Regions from separate parts of the Rattus norvegicus genome. Here regions 2, 3 and 4 are each linked to region 1. A link is a contact called in public Hi-C data. All regions are on one chromosome and are shown on one strand. The core of a region is the stretch at or near the end of the contact, and the rest is flanking DNA. Distances in the headings are between cores, read along the strand shown. Region 1 holds the start of Plpp3 (phospholipid phosphatase 3). Region 2 has its middle 240 kb from the start of Plpp3. Region 3 has its middle 200 kb from the start of Plpp3. Region 4 has its middle 140 kb from the start of Plpp3.

Region 1 (3,505 bases), core at 732-3,231:
CAGGACTTTACCTTTCCTTGCTGGTCTCATTGCTAATTAGTTCCAGTGTGAGCTTAATTCAGCATACCTCAAACCCAGAGAACTAAAGAGTCTCTTTGAGGGTCATCAATGGCCCCTAATCAGAGGCCACTTATACAAATGACTAGTTTTTTTTAGCCCACACCAAATTAGAGTGAGTGTGACAAGAGTGGCCTAGACAGAACATTGAAGGTAAAATTAATTCTGTGCAGGAATCAAGCAGGACAAGGAGAGAGGGTGAAAGATCGGGGTGCACCAGAGGGGAAATGGTTCGCTAGTTGGGAGGAAGGCTTATAACATAGGCAGAAGGGTAGGAGGCAGGGCTGTGCAGTGAAAGGGATGCTCCAGGGGGCTGACGGTGGGATACAGAGTTACAGAATGGTTCAATAAGGCAGTCAGATTTGTACTGCGTATCCAAAAGCTAGAACTTGGAGCTGGGGAGATGGCTCAGTGACTAAGAACAATTAGTGTTCTTTCAGAGGACCCAGATTTGGTTCCCAGGATCCACACATTGGCTCCCAAACATCTGTAACTCCAGTTCCAGGATCTGACAGCCCTATGGCCTTTGTGGGTAGCACATGGTGCACAGACATACATGCAGGCAAAACACTAATCTGTACGGATTGATATAGAATAATATATACATAAGTCATCTTTTTTTTAAAAGCTAGAACCAGTTGCCTTTAATTCCAGCTCTCGAAAGGCAGAGGCAGGCAGATCTCTGTGAGTTTGAGGACAGCCTGGTCTAAAAGTGAGTTCTAAGGCAGCCAGGGCTATATAAAGATAGAGAGACCCTGTCTCAAACAAACAACAACAATGCTAGAACGGTGGAACCATTTCCATCTCGGTATTATAACGACCCTTGGAAGAAATGTGCTTTTGTACATTGTAGTACGCTCAGGCTAGATACTATTGAAGGTGTAAGGGCCTTTCAAATGTTAATTCTCTTTCTTGACCAGGGTGGGGTGAGGGTGGGGATCAACTCATATAAAAGTAATCAACATCATGAGGATCATCAGCACATTCAAGGGGAAACAGCAGATTCCTTGAAAGTCAAGGCCAAATAGGCTGGGGTATGCTGGAGGCCAGCTGGACTAGCAGAGGGGGGTGGGCTTGGCTTTGGTTTTCCAATTCAGAAATAGAAGTATTGGCCCAACTTACGAAGCTCTTCTGGTGTACAAGCTCTCTTACAGAAGCGCGTGTGAAATAATCAGTTATCTCCCCCACCATGACTGCCTGGGGAGAAATACTTCCGTGACTGCAGTCTACTCGCTGGGAAATGAAGGCACAGAGACATAGTCAGGATTCTAGAGCAGAGGTGGGTGGGTGGGACGGTGGGGAAGGGTGGGTCTGGCTCCGGAATCTTTTACACCACAGGATCTTCCGAATCTAACACAACTATCCGGTGCTGAACGTTAAAACCAAAACAACAAACCCACCTTAAATTGAAAATTGTATTTTTAGGATAATTCAACTCAAGGCTGAAATTTGTAAATAAATAAATAAATAAATAAATAAATAAATAAATAAATAAAGCAAGCAAGCAAGCAAGCAGGCAAGCAAGCATTTTAGTATTGTAGACCTCCCACCGACCCTCTCCCCACATCTAATCAAAGGCCAGCAAGAAAGTGCTTCTTTTTATTTATATGGTTTTCCCCCCCTTTTGTGATGCTTTGGAGTTTCTGAACGCTAGGGGCTCCCGGATTCTCTGGTTTGAGAGCAACTTTTTCTTTCAGGTTTTTTTTTTTTTTTTTTTGAAAGGGGGTGGGGGAAATGTGGCCTTAATTATCCTACGTTTTAGGCAGCTTAAGGAAGGGGCTGTGCTTTCAGAACCCTGTTGGAGCCAAGTAAGGAGGTCCCTCTCCTCCCCCCTCGCCTTTTAAAGGCGCTCGTGAAATATAAGCTCAGAAAACAAACCGAGCGATCACAGCGGCAGCCCGGGCGGCAGCAGCAGGAGGAGGAGCAGAAGGAGGAGGCAGAGTTGGAGTTGGGCAGACGCTGTGGAGAGCTAGCTGCAGGACGCTGCGGAGTTGCAGGGCTCCGCGCTGCTCCATTCATTAAGTAGCTGCGGAGGATCGTGGCCGGACGCCGACGCTGCCCACTCGCAAACTTCAGCACGCAGACGCACGCCAGCCCGGCGCGTCCGGGACAGCACAGTTTTGCAAAAGTTCCTGCTCGGGATTTGGCTCTCTTCCCTTTGGACTAGCGAACAGTTTGGGGTTGAGAGGAAAGCAGAGGCGCTCAGGGGGAAACCTACCCGCGTCTGCAGTTGGAGCTACTCGGCCGGGCTGTACACTCGCCGCCGCGTCCCGAGCCCGCAGATCCGCTCCTGAGCAGCGGCGGCCCGCAGCGCCCCGGGAGGCTCCCCGCAGCCAGCGCCATGCAAAGCTACAAGTACGACAAGGCGATCGTCCCTGAGAGTAAGAACGGCGGTAGCCCGGCGCTCAACAACAACCCGAGGAAAGGCGGCAGCAAGCGGGTGCTGCTCATCTGCCTCGACCTCTTCTGCCTCTTCATGGGTGAGCGCAGCCCCACCAGTCCCACCCAACCCCCCCTCCCGGCCCCCGACCCCGGGCCCTGCCGCGCTGTCAGCCCCCAGGGTCCCGCAGCCATCTCCCCCACCACCGGGCGCCGTGCTGGCCGCGAGCTCCCCGCCCTCCCGGACCCCAATTTCAATCCCGGCCTGCGATTTCAAGTTGGGGCGTGCTTGTGCTTTCGCGGTAGCTGGAACCACCTCCTTAGGGGTGACGGACTCCCAGCTGAAGATCACCCCTAAGGAGGTGTGAGCTCGAGCTCCAAGATCTGGAGGAAACCTGTGGCTCTCCGCCCTGCGTCCGCGAGTGAGACCCATCTCGGTCTCCCGGCAAGGCGGGCTCCTACCGGAGTGGCGCTGCTGGCCCCGGCTGCATGTAAACATCCACCCCTTCCGTCGCGCTGCCTTGCAGGGCCAGTCGCACTAGCTGGCCTTGTCACTCGCTACTCGCTTGGCTGAAAGCCGCAGAGGGTGGAACGTGGCTCTACCCAGGTGCTGGGCTACAAGGAGCACATCACTTGTTGAGCGCCTACTGTGTGCCGGATGATAGACCGCTTCGCGGGCATCAGTTTTAAACTAGCTCACTTGTGCCGGGAGGCCACTGAAAGAAAGGCAGTCACAGTCTTGCTTGGGGGCCACAGTTGAGCTACACTGCCTCAAAGTTGAGGCCCTAGCGTTCTGTTTATCAGAACAGATGAAAACTTCAGCTGAAAGGGGCAGCCGGAGGCACAGGAATTGGAGTGGGAAAGAGAGAAGGATTTATTGAACCAGGCTAGGGGGAAGAGAGAAGCAATTGACGTAAATCCACCATAGTTCCAGGGTTGAAGTAAAAATGGGACTTTTTCCTTTAAAGCGACTTTTGATGTAAAAGTATGCAAAACTTGTCACCAGAGCATCGCCCCGCTGCTACCAGCTGGGCGTGCCACCTAACTACCCCTTTGGCCTCAGTTTCCT
Region 2 (3,505 bases), core at 267-2,766, 240 kb after region 1:
GTGGTGGTATGGTATAGTGATGGTGGTGATGGTGTTGTTGTTGTTGTAATACAGGCTTGAATCTTAGATAGGAGTTTGTATAGTGTGTGTGTGTGTGTGTGTGTGTGTGTGTGTGTGTGTAGAAAAAAGGACAACTTTCCCTCATGTGCACAGGAAGGTGACAATTTTTTTCCCCTTTCTGTATAAGTCTTGGATATGGTTGATGCTCAAACTTGCCAGTCAGTGCCTCAATGGACTGAGGAAAGTGCTTCTGCTGACTGGAGGCTAGCAAACTAAAAACAGGTTTGGAATTACCTTTATCTGTCTCCATGTTTACCAAAGAGGCAAACACAGAGTGGATGTCAATCAGAAACTATGTTCAACACTAATTTTAGCCCGAGTTAATATAAAATTGGTGGAAATTGTTTGTTGAGTCATCAACTCATTCAACAGATGTCTTACTAATTCATTCAACAAATGCCTTATCAAGCACCATAATGGGCGCTGTCTGGAGAACTTGGGTTTGAAGAGAGGAAAATAAAACATTCTCCATGTCCTCACATAGACATGTGGACATGAAGAATGCTGGGCTCAGTGAGCTTCAGACTGACCCCTCATGCTCTGAAAGCCTCACTCCTCTGGAGACTACAAAACAGGCAAGTCATCCAGCTGCAGACTCAACACTGGGATACATCTTGTTTTTGAAGAGAGACTAGGCCAACTCTGGCACTACACCTCCTTTCTGTCTCTCAGGCCCTTTGTGCCCTCTTATCTCATCCCATCTAGAGTTCTTGGCTTCTGGGCATTTTCTTGGGGGCTTAATTTGGGCCCACTGTGGTGAACTCCTTTTTTCTTGCTAGTATCTTCTTGGCCTTCCATTTTTTTCTCTGAGATGTTAGTGCCTCATGAAGTTATTTCCCTAAGTGTCCCTTGCAATGTCCACCATGTCTTTCTCCTGTCTTGTCTCGTGACCTCTTTTGCTGAGTACAATTTGAACTGATGACCCATGTTTTATCATGGGATCCATCTTACCCCAATATGATACTTTCTGAAGGTGCACAGTCAGCCCACAGCTTGTAATCTGAATAGGGTACACATAGAAATCTCCAGCCTAAAATGGTAACAAAGAAAAGTCCTTTGTCAGCCCAGTTAGCGAAAGAGACCCTATTACGGTACAATATGATTTCTTCGTAACTCTGGACATTTGAGAGTTAGGATCTCTTGATCTATTTGACCTTAGGGAATTTTCCCTAGAATGTTCTTCACAAATTGGAAACTCAGGGCTATTAATTATACCACCGGACAGCAGGGAAGCTGAGGAGGAGAAATCAATGAAAGGAATTCTTATCATAAGCGCTCTCTCTAATTTGGGGAAACTGAAATCCCTGTATGTTTTTTCAATAAGCACTCCGTCAGAAGCCCGCTTACTCTGACAGGCTTTCATGAGTGCAGCAAGAACAACCCCTGGATGCTGGCCTGCCATAGCCAACTATGAAAATGTGAATTCCACGGGTCACTGTTTTTGCAGCCGCCAGATGTGGATGAAAGGGGAAGGGTGTTTTATTGTGTTTTTTCAAGAAACAGAGAAGGGTCTGTCCTGAAATGGGCCTGCTTCCCTCCCACACAAGTGGCCACCATGTGGCCAGAGGACAGCTAGCTAATTTGCAAGATTAAGCCTTTCTAAATATTTGGAATTGGTCTCTTCTGTCTTCAGCTAATAAAATAGATTTTGCTCCAAAATGGATTTAGGAAGCAGGCACAAGGGCTTCTAAGGGCTTGTTGGCAAGTTACCGGTTAACAAGGTCCATCTGTCAGACGGATGTACGATGGACAGGCTCTGAATGGATGATCTCACGCTTGACCTCCCAAAGATGTCTGCCTTCAGGCAGAGGTCCTGCCTTAGGAAGATGGTGTCCAGTGCCGGTTTGTGCTGGAGTACCCGGGACATAAGCTGTCTCTGCTATAAAACTGTGAGTTGGAAGCGCACGAAGAATAATGAAAGACTGAAAGCAAAAGCGTGCACAAAAAGAAAGCCCTATTAGCTGCAAATATCTATTCAATTCAGTGATTCATCCTTTAACTAAATGCTGCATTTCTGTAATGTGCCAAAAGCTCCACTGGACTCCAGGGAAATAGATGAGGTAAGACACAGTCTCTGCTGTAAAGAAGCTTATGGTTTATTTGTGGAGACAGACTTATAAACATCTGTAATATAAAATGTCATAAACTAGAAGCTGCAGAAGAGGCTTTGAAGAAAGAGACTAGGATCTGTCTGGGGGAAGCAGGGAAAGTTTCATAGTGGAAGCAGCCTGAGTGCCAAGGAAACATAGTAGGAAGGTTCCAGGGTGTGTGTGCGAGTGTGTGTGTGTGTGTGTGTGTGTGTGTGTGTGTGTGCGCGCGCGCGCGTGCGTGCATGGGAGTGCTCAGCACTGAAGTATAGGGCTTTTTAAGAGAAGGTGCTGTTGTGGGTAACAGCCATTCATGTGACTGAATTGTGAGGAGAAAAGGGTGAGGAGACTACAGCAAAGTACGGGTGGCTAAGACAGGCATGGAGGTGCTCATAATTCTAGCGCATTCATTCCGCATTTGTGGGCAGTGCATGAAATGAATAGGAGAGCGAGCATGATGGTGAGTCCTTGGTGTAGAAGATAGCTTTGAGTGAGGCAATAGTCAACTCAATCTGTGAGGTCTGCCTGTTAATAACCAAAAGCACTAAGCTTTACCGTTGTGAACAGACTCTACCCTCTGCTCTCCATATTGACCTGTAACCTTTCCCTACCAGACTCTGTCCCTGGAATGGAAGATACCTGGGGCTCTGTCTGGAAAAACTTGGGTTCTACTGAAGAAAGACTAGGTAGGAGATAGAGAGGAGAGGGGAACATGATGTCAAGGTATTTACTCTCCTGAGTTCTTCCCTGTGGGGTTAGTTGGGTTCATTTTGTCCCTTGATGAGGGTCACAGTCCTCTCTGGTGGGCTTCTCTACCACATTCTCTCCATCTGAGTTCCAGCCCTCATCTTGACCCCACTCTCTCAGGCACAGGATGGCAAGAGCTTTGTCAGCTTTCGAACACCGCCACGCATAACTCCTGGAGTTATTCAAACACGAAGCAGCCACCATTCAGTGGTTTCCTGACTACTACTGTTCAAGCAGACACAGAAGCTGAATGAAGTGTACATGTCAGTTTCTAGTTAGGTCTTGGGCAGGAATAGAGGAGAAATGTTCGCACTTGAGACCTGTATTCAAAAAGGTGACCCAGGTCCTTATGACCAAGAATGTTCAGAACACAGGCATAGCATGCATGTTCAAGGGCTGACAGTAAAGGCTAAGATTGCTACCTATTGTGCTTTGGGATGATATTGGAACCCTTAGCAACAGGCCTAGTAGGAAGACTTGAGACTCTGTCCTTCCTTGCTTTCTTCCTCTCCCTCCCTCCCTCTCTTCCCTTCCCTTCTTTTTTCCTTCCTTCCTTCATTATTTCTTTCCCTCCCTCCCTTCCTTTCTCCTTCCCTCCCTTCCCTCCTTCC
Region 3 (3,505 bases), core at 333-2,832, 200 kb after region 1:
GTTTCAAAATGCATCTTCAGGGTTGGGGATTTAGCTCAGTGGTAGAGCGCTTGCCTAGGAAGCACAAGGCCCTCGGTTTGATCCCCAGCTCCGAAAAAAAAAAAATAACCAAAATGCATCTTCAGAACCACCCAACTGTATGTAGTCTTTGTGGACCCACGATGAGGAACTGACATGTTCTTCTGGAGGCCCTTGCTTGATAGACACCCCTTGTTTCTCCTAGAGCTGGACTGTGAGCTCCTGGAAGCCAGTGTCTGTTTCAGTAGCTCCAAATTGCCAGCTCTCAGTGTTTGGGAAATAAGTGAATGGATGCATTAACCCCACTACATTTTTGTTAAGCTGCCCATGTAGCACTGCCCACCACTGCCTACCACTAATTTCTACTGCCTACCACTACCTACCACTGCCCACCACTGCCTACCACTGCATTCCATAAGCCTATTTGAGGGCGGGTATTTATTGATCTTATCTATTCTATTTTTGTCTTTCTGCTCTTCAGTATTGCCATTCACACCTTGTAAGTAGGACATAGTATTTGTTATATAGTAGAATCTAGACTCAGAAAACTCACTTGTCTTCATTTGACTGTTTTTCTTTTAAACTACGTGAAATGACATAATGTAAAGTACCTTTCAGGAAGTTCTAAGTTCTGTGCTTAAACCAGAATCTCTCCTCTGACCTTGGTGAGACACTTACTCAAGTTGAATTTATTTTCTTGGAATGATTTGTCAGCTAGACTAATAATATCCCACACAGAAGGTGGTTCTGAAGATTAAACAAGACAGTATACATGAAATACTTGGAACTAGAAGGTGTTCAACCAGAGTTAATTTCCGTTCACCCAGTCAGTGTCATAGCATGGCAGCAACTTGACTGGTTCCTTCAGACTTCTGTAGGGTCTTTGAGCATTAGAGACAAGTCTCCCTTATGTCACCCTGGCATTTGGATGTGAAATGGTGCCCTTGAAAGCTGACACTGGGCTGTGTCAGGAAGACATTAGCCTTCTCACAGCCAGTGCTATTCTGGGGTTTGATGGCTTTGGAGAGAAGATAACAGCTGACCTTTGTCCAGATAGAGAATGCCCGTGTTCTGGGAGAAAGTGCCAAAACCCCAACTAATGCCAGCTGGAAAGACTCAGTTGTGCCCTGAAGTCGGGTATTCAAATGCCATTATTTTTATGCCAACATAAGAGTTTGTTCTTTGCAACAGAAGAAAAAGACCAGATTCCATAGCAATGAACTCCAAAGGAACTGGAAAGTTCCAGGTCTTTTCTGCTTGCCTGAGTCCAATAGCCACAAACATGGAATGAAGGTTGTATTTGTGAGAATGGTCCCCCAGTGCTATAGTTGTGATTGCAAAGACTTGAGAGAGCAGAGATTCCCTTTGTGCTTATGCTTCATGTCAACTATGGGAGCAGAAAGCTGTTCTGTGTTCTCACTCAAGATCAAGGTTCGGAGAGTTACCATCAAGGGAGCACTACCAGTCAGCCTATTAGGAGAAATAGGCTAAGGTCACCCAGGCGATCCAGCCTGATAGGTCAGACCTGTCTCCGTGTGATTATCTAAGCAATGTGCATGGCTTAAACATTAAACCAGTGGCAGGGTGCCAGGGAGTGCGAGGACTCAGCAGGGCTCAGCGCGGGCTGCTGTAGAGTTACTTCAAAGCAAGAGAGTTGGTTCTCATTCTGAAACAAATACAGTTTCCCGGTCAACCACCTAGAAGCCTTGATTCTACTGGGTGCTGAGCTGCACCCTTGACAGACTTTTCCTCCCTTGCGCATTACTTTGTGTGGCGAGCATCAAGGATAGGAATGAGAATATGGAGCTGTGATATGAGCTCTGAAAGCAGAGGATTAGAATTATCAGAAGTATATAGAAGAAAGGGTACAGATATTTTGAGATGCTAGGAAAGTTGAACCAACAGAGTTTAGGGATCTGTCAAAGGGAGGGCAAAGGGGAAAGGAAGAAATGTCAGACGGTCCCTCTGTTTTTGCCGTCTTGTTTGACAGTGGGATAAAGATGGTAGGTACAGTTCTCTGGAAAAGGTATACTCAGGTAATAGCATGTTACTTATGCTTCCAGAAGACAACCATGATTATTAAATAAGGCATTGAATACATGGATCTGGAGCTTAGGAAGAAGTATGAACCAGAGATAAACATTCAGTGCTTGTTAACTCAGTTGATGGCTCAAGCCAAAGGAAAGTGGGTGGAGTAAAAAGTACATCAGGAAATGAAGTGTAGGGAAGGAAATTAGAGGAACGTTTATGTAAGGAACATAAAGTAGACACTGATGCAATTATTTTGAGAAATAATTTTCAGTTACCTGATAAATACAGGTAAATCCATTTGCCCAACAATGTTACTCCTGAGCATAGGGTTTAGGAAAAAGTCAGAGAAGACATACAGAGGACACTCAGAGCAACACAGCTACACTAGCAGAGCCTGGGAACCACCCAAGTGGCTATGGAAACTAGAGAGGCCAAATTAGTTGTGGAATAGCCACACAGTGGAATAACAGCAAACGACAAAAAAAAAAAAATAACAACAAAGCAGGGCTTTGTGCAGCAGCAAAGACGAGCCTCCAGAACAGAATGCTAAGTGGAAAAAAAGAGTTGCATAAGAGAACATCCAGTATGATTCTTTTAATATAAAGTCCATAGGCTTGGAAAACTAAACACATGTGGTAAAACTTAAAAAACAAATCCATAAACATGAAAATAAGAATAGTGGTTGCTTTAGGGGAAGAGGGGAAGGGCTGGGGTCCCATTGGTGTTCACGGGGTTTCAGAGCCTGGAGTGGTGTAGTTCAGACTAAGCATAGGAGGGAAAGGACAGCACTGAACTTATGCCCCCCCACCCATTCTAAATGTAACTTTCATGACATGGAATAGTGACCCTCAATACGTGTTAATACTTATTTTGTGTGTGTGTGTGTGTAGATGAGCATGTGCGTGTGTGAGTATATGTATGTGTGTAGAGGTTAGAAGTCAACCTTTAGTGTCGTTCCTCAGGCATGTGCCACCTTGTGTTTTTGAGACAGGGTCTTTCACTGGCTGGGGATTTGCTGATTAGTGTAGCGTGACGGGTCAGTAAATCCTGGGATTCACTTGTCTATGTCTCCGTGGTATTGGTATCATAAGCACTCACCCCTATGCCTGATTTTTCATGAGGGATCTGGGATTAAATCCAGAGTTGAATGTTTCTATGACAAGCAGTTTATTGCCTCCAACCTCATGGCTTACTCACTTACATTTTTTGTAATAATCTAAAAATTAATATAATAAAGAAGGCTTGAACATAGGAAGTAATACAGTCTGAAAGATTATACAGTCAGAGGACAAGGAATTAAAAAAATGTCACTTAAAGGCCACGAAAACCAGGAAAAATAAAAGTCCTAGAATTAGCAGAACGTTAAGTGCTTTGGAGAGCATTTATGAATGGACTTCCATGTGCTGCCCTTACTGATGAGGCTTATGAATGTATGTCACTTAACCTTTCCACAATA
Region 4 (3,505 bases), core at 681-3,180, 140 kb after region 1:
ATGGTTGTTGCTCATTGCTTTTAGTCAGCTTTATAGTAAGAATAGATAGCAAAGAACAGAGCAGAGAAGAGAAAATAGAAAATCATGTAGGAAAGAGGCCGCGAGTGGCCAAAGTCAGACTATACAAGTGAAGATATGATGAACATAGGTGCTAAAGAGATTAAGGTCATTAGGAGAACCATGTACTTTGTACCAAGACAAAGGGAAACATACACTGAAGGTGAGACTCTTCTCCCAGTAAAGTCTCTAGGGTGTAAGCATGCTAACGGAAGGGTGCCCTGCTAGGAAATGACAGCCCAGAGAAATGGTTTTCCATGTCCAGGAGGCAGGCTGTATCTCAAGCTCACAGTAGAACATAATGCTGTCCAAAGGATGCTGGTGTTGCAGGCCTGAAGAATGCAAGAAACATGAGAAAAGCCACTGAAATCAGGAAATGTGTAGGGTCAGATTTTCAAGGAATTTTCAAGGAATTCCTGAGTGAGGAACTCGTAAGTTGCACTGGAGACACCAGGGTGTACATATACACGATTATATGTGCATATTTATCTCATATGAATATGAGACAAAAAAAACCCAATGATGAACATGCCAAATAAATGCTGAAAGGGATGTCAATGACTAAGGCCAGAGTAATTAGGACAACAAAGTAAATAAAGTAGCACTGAATTATAATGCAAAATATGAACATTATTTCTGTTTATGCTGATATAATTCAGTAACAGGGAATACATCAGTAAGGGGATATATGCAGATTTCCATACAACTGAGTTCCAAGCAATCTGTAGCTTTCCTGCTCCCAAGGAGTGGGAAAGTAATGTGCACTGTGCACAGTGACTTCCTTCTGGAGACTATAGCATAGAAATAAATAAATAAATAAATAAATAAATAAATAAATAAATAAAAAAAAAACACTTCCTCATCCAGGTAATGAAGGTTGGTATGACAGTGACAGGACATGAGGACAGTAATTCCCCTGTTGTTTTTTTTAATTGCTTGGCTTTTCTCTTTTAATAGAGGAGTCTCTCCATAGCCTAGGTGGACTTAAGGCTATACCCTTCCTATGTCAGCCTTCTGAGTCCTGAGGGTTTCAGACATGTGCTATCATGTCTGGTGATAGTATATATTCTTTTCTGTGTGCTGGTGTTTTGAGTCAGGGTTCTGTGAACTCATTATGTAGCCCAGGCTGACCACCAACTCACTGTGATCCTTCAGCCTTCAGCTTTTCGGGTTGCTGGGACCACAAACATGTACCACCATGCCTGGCTGACAGTATATACTCTTGATAGGATGTGACCAGTGACACCGTATGGTGTTTCTTCTTCAAGCACCAGGCACCAGACTGTATCACCATCTTAAGAGACTATGCTTAATTAAGTGACAGTCTGCAGATGTGACCAGTTCTCTGTAAAACTCACAAGGCCTTAAAAAAAAGCAAGGACAGCTTGAAAAATAGTCACAGGCTAGAGGAGCCTGAGGGACAGGACAACCCAATGTAAGGTGATATCATAATGGTGTACTGTAACATAAAAGTAATAATTAGATTAAATACTAACACATAGGGTATGGACTTCAGTTAATAAAAAACACCCTGGTATTCATCCATTAACTGGGATGTGGCACATTACTTTGTACTGTCGATATTTGGAAAAGAGTGTATTTAAACTATCTGGGAATATTTTTTACTACCCTTGAAAGTTTTCTTCTGTAAGTCTAAAAGTATTTTAAAATGTAAAAGAATTAAATAAAAAATTGAGACAATGCCATAAGAATTGTTTGGCAAGTAGTTCATATTAAATTATTATACACGATAACTGGATTGAGTTTTTATTCAAGCCAATTGCCCACAAGGAGAGCATTCAAAGAAAGACCCTCATAAGGCCTGTCTCTACAGAGGCTGAAATTCCAAGGGCACGGGTGCTAGCCGGTGCCAAGGTTTCAGAGAAGGGCTACCATTATTCATCAAGAGACAGGGCAAGACACTCCCCTTCTGAAAGGGCAGAGGAAGACAATAATGACCATTTACTGAGTCCTGAACTGTAGGGAAGTGCTCCATCTACTCTGAGTGCTCTGTCTCATGAAATCTAAAAACTCTAAAGGGGGTGGGGGGAGTACATATGTCATTCTCCCCATAAAATTTGAGGCTCAGAGAGTTTAACAACCCACCTACTAGGTCATTAATTGTACATTTGTGTGAGGTAAAGTGTGCTTTTTGATGTGTGTGTGTGTGTGTGTGTGTGTGTGTGTGTGTGTGTGTAGAGGGAGAGAGGAGAAGAAGGAGGAGAAGAGGAGGAGGTGGAAGAGGAGAAGGAGAAGGAGGAAGAGGAGGAGAAGGAGGGGGAGGGGAGAGGAAGAAGAAGGAGGAGAAGGAGGAGGAGGGGAGGAAGAAGAAGAAGAATAGGAGGAGGAGGAGGAAGAGGAAGAGGAGGAGGAAGAAGAAGAGGAGGAGGAGAGGAGAAAGAGAAGGAGGAGGAAGAAGAAGAAGAGGAGGAGGAGGAGGAGGAAGAAGAGGAGGAGGAGGAAGAAGAGGAGGAGGAGGAGGAGAATTGAAGCCAGGGGTGCTTCTGTCCTGAGACAGTCAGTGCTTAGCAATGCCTCCCTCCCATTGCCCCAACTTTCCCCCTTTCCCTCCTCCCTTCAGTTTAAACCCAGGGTCTTATTCATGCTAGGTAAGTGCTTTAGCACTGAACTATTTTATATATGTATGTATATATATATATATATATATATATATATGTATGTATATATATACACACACACATAGATGGATATATATATATATATATCCTTCTGCCTAACAGCACTCTTAACTCCTAAAATCTGTAGAGACAAGCATAGGACAGGGATTAAGTTTTCTTAATTAATTAACTAATTAATTAATAAATTATATTATTGCATGTGAATGTTTTGCCTGGATATATGTCTTTGAACCATATGAGTGTCTGATGCCCATGGAGGCCAGAAGCAGCATCAGATCCTCTGGGATTGGACTGTGAGCCACTGTGTGAATGCTAGGAACTGAACCTTCGTCCTTCGCAGTAGGCAGCATGCACCCTTTGCAGTAGGCAGCATGTGCTCTTAACTGTGGAGCCGTCTTTCCAACCCTGAACTGAATTTTTGGATTGCAGGAACTGATAGAGGCGACAGAAACAGAAACATTGTTGAAAGAAAAGATTGCAGGATGTTGGAAGTCTAGTTAGAATAAATTCTGGTGTTTCACAACACCCCAGGATGACTACAATTCACAACACCCTTCTACTGGTAGATTTTATTTAAAAGGTACAGAAGCAAGGGATTTGTAAGTTTCAAACACAAAGAAATGGTAACTGTTCTAGGAGGAGATGGTAATTCCTTGGACTTGATTATTACAGAAGACGTACATGTGTTGAACAGGCATAATCATACTCTATCCCATAAAAATGTACACACAGGTGAAAAAACACAAAAAGAGGTATCAGATAGACTTGGCTTCTGAAGGCTGTGAGAATTTTTGGCAGGTTTGCTGAGA

What was found. A called contact is a pair of places that touch in the nucleus more often than the background predicts.
Region 2: a Hi-C map of Schwann cells shows a contact between it and region 1, with 5 times the contacts expected there. The contact joins the enhancer-like site here to the promoter of Plpp3 in region 1. A contact is called at or near these places in 2 of 12 Hi-C or Micro-C datasets (Schwann cells and mammary epithelial cells).
Region 3: a Hi-C map of hepatocytes shows a contact between it and region 1, with 2.4 times the contacts expected there. The contact joins the enhancer-like site here to the promoter of Plpp3 in region 1. A contact is called at or near these places in 2 of 12 Hi-C or Micro-C datasets (hepatocytes and liver) and 1 of 1 datasets of contacts at active chromatin or transcription factors (oligodendrocytes).
Region 4: a contact with region 1 is called in a Hi-C map of Schwann cells, with 7 times the contacts expected there. The contact joins the enhancer-like site here to the promoter of Plpp3 in region 1. A contact is called at or near these places in 5 of 12 Hi-C or Micro-C datasets (Schwann cells, hepatocytes, kidney and 2 more) and 1 of 1 datasets of contacts at active chromatin or transcription factors (oligodendrocytes).

The regions. Positions count from the first base shown.
Region 1 is chr5:125,154,019-125,157,523 of GRCr8, forward strand. It overlaps Plpp3 (phospholipid phosphatase 3), which reads left to right and starts at 1,982. Exons shown (of 6, transcript NM_138905.2): 1 at 1,982-2,537. The coding sequence starts at 2,399.
Region 2 is chr5:125,398,170-125,401,674 of GRCr8, forward strand. No RefSeq gene overlaps it. Among named protein-coding and RNA genes, the nearest start is that of Plpp3, 240 kb to the left of the region's middle. Within about 2 kb of position 1,517, at least 2 of the 93 cell types and tissues checked have an H3K27ac peak or open chromatin away from gene starts, as enhancers often do. A contact at or near this core is called in Schwann cells, where this site is marked.
Region 3 is chr5:125,356,684-125,360,188 of GRCr8, forward strand. No RefSeq gene overlaps it. Among named protein-coding and RNA genes, the nearest start is that of Plpp3, 200 kb to the left of the region's middle. Within about 2 kb of position 1,583, at least 14 of the 93 cell types and tissues checked have an H3K27ac peak or open chromatin away from gene starts, as enhancers often do. A contact at or near this core is called in hepatocytes and liver, where this site is marked.
Region 4 is chr5:125,294,116-125,297,620 of GRCr8, forward strand. No RefSeq gene overlaps it. Among named protein-coding and RNA genes, the nearest start is that of Plpp3, 140 kb to the left of the region's middle. Within about 2 kb of position 1,931, at least 7 of the 93 cell types and tissues checked have an H3K27ac peak or open chromatin away from gene starts, as enhancers often do. A contact at or near this core is called in Schwann cells, where this site is marked.